Regions from separate parts of the Mus musculus genome. Here region 1 is linked to region 2. The links are chromatin contacts, called in public HiChIP or PLAC-seq maps. All regions are on one chromosome and are shown on one strand. Each heading gives the region's core, a stretch centred on a gene start, on an enhancer-like site or on the middle of the called end of the contact. The rest is flanking DNA. Distances are from core to core; before and after follow the strand shown. Region 1 overlaps Rassf8 (Ras association (RalGDS/AF-6) domain family (N-terminal) member 8). Region 2 has its middle 33 kb from the start of Rassf8.

The links. HiChIP or PLAC-seq counts read pairs in DNA pulled down with a chosen protein or histone mark.
Region 1: an HNF4G HiChIP or PLAC-seq map of pancreatic cancer cells shows a contact between it and region 2. The contact joins two enhancer-like sites. A contact is called at or near these places in 3 of 484 Hi-C or Micro-C datasets (liver, peritoneal macrophages and rod photoreceptor), 3 of 115 datasets of contacts at active chromatin or transcription factors (embryonic stem cells, fibro-adipogenic progenitors and pancreatic cancer cells) and 1 of 9 other capture datasets (adipose tissue).

The regions. Positions count from the first base shown.
Region 1 is chr6:145,792,026-145,795,676 of GRCm38.p6, reverse strand. The region is part of intron 1 of Rassf8 (Ras association (RalGDS/AF-6) domain family (N-terminal) member 8); the gene reads right to left. Among named protein-coding and RNA genes, the nearest start is that of Gm15704, 45 kb to the right of the region's middle. Within about 2 kb of position 2,211, at least 58 of the 459 cell types and tissues checked have an H3K27ac peak or open chromatin away from gene starts, as enhancers often do. A contact at or near this core is called in pancreatic cancer cells, where this site is marked.
Region 2 is chr6:145,711,666-145,715,283 of GRCm38.p6, reverse strand. No RefSeq gene overlaps it. Among named protein-coding and RNA genes, the nearest start is that of Rassf8, 33 kb to the left of the region's middle. Within about 2 kb of position 1,548, at least 82 of the 459 cell types and tissues checked have an H3K27ac peak or open chromatin away from gene starts, as enhancers often do. A contact at or near this core is called in pancreatic cancer cells, where this site is marked.

The DNA.
Region 1 (3,651 bases), core at 962-3,461, 80 kb before region 2:
ATGAGCACACCATCACAAGGGATGCTGAGACTGATAGAGCCAGATATTGTGTCAGAAGAAGGGCACTGCAAAGAAGCAATGGAGTGGAAACTTCATCTAGACGGTTTCCACATATAAAATGTCCAAGTATCCTAAAACTATTGGTCACTCTTTTCCCATGACATGAGAAGGCTCCATCACAAATTTCCCAAGGCTGCTCACACAGGAGCAAGGTATTTAAATTAAACACAGAAAGATGTCTCACTAAAAACCACTTGCATGTGATTACACACACGAGGCCCATAATAGAGGAAGGCACGTAAGGCAGGTGAAGGTCCCAAAGCACATGCCCAGGGTTTCTCGACATTGCTGAGTAAGAATGCTTCAAGAAGTCGGAAACCTTTTGAACGCAGGCTTGCGGCTGCTGCTGAAGTGAAGTACTCTGTACTTACTGAAGTTTTCCCAGATCTGACCTCTCATTCCCACTGGGTAGGCACCTGCAGGCTGTCTTTTAGTTTACAACACCTCTGACCATCCTTCCTGGCAACAACAAGGTTCTAAATTGCATTACCTGTACATAACTATAGCTGCTGTTGCCTCTGCAATGTATCTGACACTGCCGCTCTCTCATCCTGGCACCTTACAGATCACTTCTGTAGCACTGAACCTTAATACAGACACTCGTAGGAGCTGGAGACATGGCTCCATGGTTAAGGGTACTTGCTGCTCTTCAGAGAATCCTTTGGTTCCCAGCACCCATGCGCTGTGTCTCACACTGCCTCTAACTCCAGTAGCAGAAGACTGGCGCCCCTTCTGGCGGCACTGGAAACTGCAGTCTCTCTCTTTAGGTTACAAAAGGGCACTGAAATACTGTATTTCTACAAAACACTATTAAAATACTGAAAACACACTTAGGAAGTTACTATGTCTTAGGTATCAGAGGAGTGGCTAATGGTCCAGTAACATAGTAAGTATGTCCTGGCATCTGGGATGACCACCTTTTTGTGGTATTATGGGTTGTATTTTATAATACACAGCTGATCCTGATAACCACCCATGCTTCATGAGGAGGAAATGCATTCTTGAGGTTTTGTTCCAGGCTCAACTCCAGAGCTACTTACCTACTGGAACTGAATTTTAGAGAAAATTCAAATTCAGAATCACCACTAGCTTTTAAAAGAAATATTTCTCACTCAAATGATGCTTTTCTATTGCAAGCAGCTACCATGGGAGTTTCTGTTTCTCAATGACAGCCTGGAATTTTGCGATGGGGTCAGTACTGTTCCATGAGAGTTGCAGTCTGCACAGACAATCTGTGTGTGAAAAACACCCAATGCTGTATCTTACCTAGACAGGTAAATTTTAAAAGCCAGTTCCTGAACCCTGCTAGAGCTTTCTTAAAACAGAAATAAAGTGTAAGCATGTGGGCCCTGAGTCCCCCTCTAGGACTGTGAAATGGAAACAATGTGGATATATATTTCCACAGAAATGTCTTAGACCCCATGGCTTTTAATCAAAGATGTTTTTCTCATCTTTTGAATAAGACAATCTTTTAATCACAGGGAAAAACTAAGAATGATTTTAACATTAAGTATAAACCACCCATACCACTGACCTTCATTCTCACAAAAGGATGAGCCATTCACACATTCTATAGGATAATCTGTAACCCACAGGCAATGCTGCCCTTTACTTTGTTGCTACTTGAATTTATTTTCATCTCTGTTTTCAGCAGTCTGGGCCTCCTTGTAAGTTACTAACACCGCTCATTTAAAAAGTGAGCCACAAGAAATTAGACATTGAAAGACTGATGTGAGCCCACAACTGCCAGACAACCAGGCTGCATTAATGGCACACCAACCAAGCTGAGGATGCCGCCCGGTACCTGCCAGACAGCTGGGGCAGACAGGCTGCAGCTAGAGTATGAATCAGACAGTGTAGCTCTCTAGTCAACAGGTAAAACAAACAAACCAACAAACATGTTAAGTTATTGAGGTTTAAGGATTTATCACTAAACAGGAGTGCCAGCTGAATACTACCTGGGGTCTGGAGTTAAGGCTGACTATGCATGCAGGGCATGTGTGGTAGTAACAAGAGATACAGCCGGTAAACATGTAGCCAGAGACATTCACGGATGTGGAATGTGTGCCTGACACAGTCTGAAGTGAGGGGACATTAAGCAGAGGTGACCTGAGCTTTTTTGTTACTTTGGGGCTTATGGTTTTAGCCACCAGAGGTCACTCTTCCCTATTAGAAAGATGCAAGACAACACTGGCAAGGCTCTCCCAGCCGCTGGTTAGAGGAATGAAAGATGTGAGGGTAGATCTCCCCACCCCTTACCGCAGGCAGCAGAGAGCAGAAGACAGGAACCAGCACCAGAGACTAACAGACTTAAGTCCATCACTGAGGGCAGAGGAGAGGCTGTGGAATACTTTCCTGGCAATAGAGATCTGTGGAATAGCTGCCAAGCTAGTAAGATGTAAGGCAGAGTTGGAAGGGCTATCCAGAGTTCTTACTGTATAAATATGGCCACTCCCAGGCATTCCTCAGCTAAAGACTGCAGTGATGTTTAATATTGCTTCATAGAAGTGTAAAGTAGCCAGGGCTGCTTCAGGGCTCCACATATATGAAACCAAATAGAAGGAAGAGCCTGCACTGGTGGGCACTGGTGGGCACTGGTGGGCACTGGTGGGCACTGGTGGTGTGATTCAGAGCACAGGAGTGTGGGATGTAAGCTGAGACAATTCACATTTCTGAAAGCAGCCTGAGTTGAATAGCTAAACCCCATCTCAAAACCAAACCAAAGCAAAACAAAAGCCAGCTTAGTCTATCACTGCGCCTTCAGCCAAATATCCCACCCATCTTACGAAGGGTGAGACAAGTCTACTGCACTGTTTCAGGGGAGGCCTAGATCTGGCTGCAAGCAGGAAGCTCAAGGACGATCTACAGTGCTTCTCGATGACAAGGAACAATTCAGGAAAGACGCCTTGGTTAGCAAGGGGTTTAACCCTGACAACAGTTCCTTGTTTCACCACAAAAACATAAAGAAGGAGTGTGATAGAGAGCGAGCCGTTTCTTCATGAAGCCCTGTTTGGAGTATTGTATCCGGGACATTGACAAGGGTATTGCACATCAGTGTAACCTTGGATTCCTAAAACAACTTCCTCTACTGCAAAAGTAAAGTATGTTCACTGAAAACATCCAGAAAGTAGGAGAGGCTTTGAGGAAATAAAATCATTGCTGACTTGGGGAATGGAGCAGAGTGCAGCACGAACACTTTAAACACACAATTCCCATTGACAGTTCTGCCTCATAATTTATCTCCATCTCTCCTCAGATAACACAGCTGACAGTGTCACCAAGAACTGTGTGCTGCAGGCTGTGCCTCCTGTGTGCCCTTCCCTCACGTTTCCTGAAGTATCTTCCTCTTGGGATGACCCCACAGCATCAATGTTCTGGCCTCTCCTCTGTGCTCTCCTGTCCTGACTGCTCATCCCTCCTCCTATGCCTTCTCCCATCTGTCTGGTCCTCCCCAGCCTCCACTTGAGGATGCTCCCTCAAGGGTTAAGCATGTCTACAGAATCGCCAGGTCTACTTGCCTCTGTCCTTCCTTCTGGTGGCTTCCACTACTAGGGATGTGGTCGCTGATAGGGATGTGGCTGATAAACCTTA
Region 2 (3,618 bases), core at 299-2,798:
GCTTCTGGGTCCAGTCTTTTTCACTTCCTGGTCTGCCAAGACGTGAGCAGGCAGATGCTACCGGCTCCTGGCTACACATGACTGCCCAATGCCTGCAGTCCCATGCACAGCAGAATGGCTGTTCTCAAACTGCAAGGTGAGATGAATCCTGAGAGTCACTTCAATGTCAGGAAACATCATAGACACACAAGTGCCTTTATTGTAGACTTTGCACTGATTTGGGGAAAATTCCTGGGAACGCAATTAGTCATAGGCTAGGTACAACAATTTTAATGTATCTGACTAAACGTTATTGATCTATGTTATTCGCAGCCATGTTTTATGAGCACTGTTACCAGTAGTGCATCTAAGTGTTCCTTATATTATTACTGAAAAGTTGGCTGAAGGAAAAGACACACAGCAGACCAGGCTTCATCGGAGCAGTTCTGCTGAAGGATAGTCTCTAGGTTGAGAAACCAGAGTACAGACCAGGGATTATTATGGGGTGGAGATGAGGGGAAGGGGAAGGGGGAGAACAGAAGGACAGGAGGCGTGGTCAAAGAGAAAGCTTTTTGACTGAAGACTGGCCATTGCTAGGAGTGACCAAAGAATGTTGAGCAGTAAGGAAGGAGATGTCAGGGGATTGACAGGCATTGTGGGGATCTGCAGGGGGAGGGATGGAGGAAAACAACCTCGGGAAGGGCTAATTACTGTGGTTTGGGAAAATTGTCACCATTTAATCAAAATGGAGTAGTTTTCAAAGTGTTGTGGCCTTGGCCAACAACTATGAGTTTTTCCTGTGTGCCAAGTACCTTGCTTGGATGACATTTTCTTCTGTCCACATCCATAACTGTATCACCCTCCCTCTTCTCTTCCTCTCACCTCAGGCACTGCCTCTGACTTAATTCTCACTAGAAGCCTTGCCAGCTGGGTGACCATCTCTGTGTTCATCTGTGTCATTTCCTTCTGTGTGGCCAGTGCCACCACACAGCACTGTGACCTGGCCACCATTCCCCAAGAATAGCTCAACCACTTCTCCTTCATGTACCTATTAGTCAGGGTGACTAACACGGACAAATCTGGTTGAATGAATAATGTTTGGCAATGTGTACAAGGCCCATAATGTTAAACAAAACTAAGGGCTCCAATTAAGTCTTATATTTAAATTCAATCTTGAATTGATTTTCTGGGGCAAGCACTTTGCTTAAGCTAAAAACAAAAGTCAAAGAGATTTTTCACATTTGGTCTGGATAAAGAAAGAAATTAATAAGGCCTTAGAAGTCAGAGTAATTATCGCTGAGAAGCATCATGGGAGTCGGGGTGGGGGTGTGTGTGGGATCATTGGCATCCACAGTGTATGGACAGCAGGACCCATGGCTTCAGATCCCTGACATGGGGCCCAGGCAGATAAATAGTAAGAGCTGGACCAGTGGACAAGGGGACAGTGATCTATAGACGCTGTGCCCCCTTCCCTGGGGTGTCACTTCCCAAGGCCAGAGTACTGGGTCAGACACTGCAATGATTTAGACAAGAATTTTAATCATTTGGCCATGTTTTTAGGTATCCATGGTAACAGGTTGATCTATTTCCATGTGTGGGTTAGACTCCAGGGGAAAGGCCTGCTGGATTCACAGCAGGATGGTCAGCTCCCATCCAGGAATTCGGGTAGCATGGCAGCATTGTCAGGAAAGACAGCTTTATTGCCTGTGTTCCCAGCCTCTGTCCTAAGAGATAGTTCAGCCTCGTTTCAAAGGCTGAGACGCAGCTCAGCTCAGTGTTTGCCTGTTCCTGTTAAGAGTGAGGTGCAATTGTAACTGCTAGGTCACAGGAGACAGAACACAACACAATTATCACAACCAAGAGGCCACACAGGCCTCCTCAGGGCTTGGGTGTGTCTCACTCTGTCACCTCAGACAGTGCATTCCTGAAATGTCATTAGTAGTCAACACCACATTCCCAGGACAAACCTGGGAGAGACAGTCTCCCTCCTCTGAGAACCGCCCCACACAGAGGGCAGATGTCAGCAAGGCGAGGCTTTGTGTTTTTGTTATTTCCAAATTCATCCTTGCTGCCTTTTTGATTACAAACAACCTTGAGGTTTGATTCTGGGACACTTTATTCCTCGTAAAATTTAAACAAGTCCCCCTCTGCTGGTCCCCATTTCCCCCTGTCCTTCTCTGGCTTAGACAAATTTCTGAGTCAATCTGATTATGAATCAGCAGTTTTTATCTCAAGAACAATATATCTTGGGATGAAAAAAAAAGCACTTAAAAACAAAAACAAAGCAAAACAAAATCCCACAAAACCCGACTGTCTATAAATTCATGAATCATGAATCAATGTCCTTTTAATTAATGGCATGAGGTGGCCTCAACAGCATTAATGCATAAATGAGAACGTACTTAAATTATTAAAAAGAAAATTATTTTAAAGATCTATGTCTTAGTTAGGGTTTTACTGCCGTGAACTGATACCATGGCCAAGGCAACTCTTATAAATTAAACATTTAATTGGGGCTGGCTTACAGGCCCAGAGGTTCAGTCCATTACCATCAAGAGTAACAGTGCCCAGGCAGGTGTGGTGCAGGAGGAGCTGAGAGGTCTACATCTTGTTCCAAAGGCAAATAGGAGAAGACTGGCTTCCAGGCAGCCAGCACGAGGGCCTTAAGGCCCATGCCCACAGTGACAAGCTTCCTCCAACAAGGCCGCACCTACTCCAACAAGGCCACACCTCCAAATAGTGCCACTCCCTGGGCCAAGCATATTCAAACCACCACACTCTATTAAGCTGACGGGAAGTCCTTCTGCTGATTTGGGACTCTGAGGATAAAAGCATCTCAGGGGACACACTTGCTGCCTTAGCACTGCCTTCTACCAAACTGTGCCAACGTGAACTGTGCCGGTCAACAAATCTGCCATTTGCACATAGGTGATTTGTTAATAAATCCATGGAATTAGAGAAGCCGACTTTAATGATACAGATGGGAAAGGCTGATGCTCTTCCCAACCTGGAGACAATTCAGGGCTGAGGTTTGCTTTTCAGTTTCCATAGATACAACCCTTGATTGAATTGCCCAGCTAGTGGTCTGCCCTTCCTCATCGGTGGTGGTGGTGGTGGTGGTGGTGGTGGTGGCGGTGGTGGTGGTGGTGGTGGTGGTGGTGGTGGAGATGATGGAGGGGTGAGGAAGCAGAGGTGGAGGTAGTGGCAGTGATGGTAGAGGTGGTGGTTGTGAGGAGGTGGTAGAGGTAATGACAGTGGTGGTGGTTGTGGTGGTGGCGTCAATTAGCAGGCAGGGGAGTGCTGGAGATCAAAGGCTTTGAGCATTAGGTAAGTGTTTTCCACCATAACTCCTCAGTTCCATCTTTGACTTTTAAGTGACACCCAGCGATTACCGGTGACCAGTTCTAGACACTGATGAAGAACATACACTTTACTGGACTCCCATGGAGAATATTCATAAACGTTCCGTGAATTGGTCTGTTTGTGCACCATGAAATGACTTGTTTAAAGCCTACAGCTAGGGCTGGGGAATGTGGCTGTGTGGCAGAGTACACACTGAGCATGCGCAAAGCCCTGCGTTCCGTTCCTGGCTCTGCATAAATGGGGGAGGGGAGCAGATGAAGTCTGAATGTGTATGTG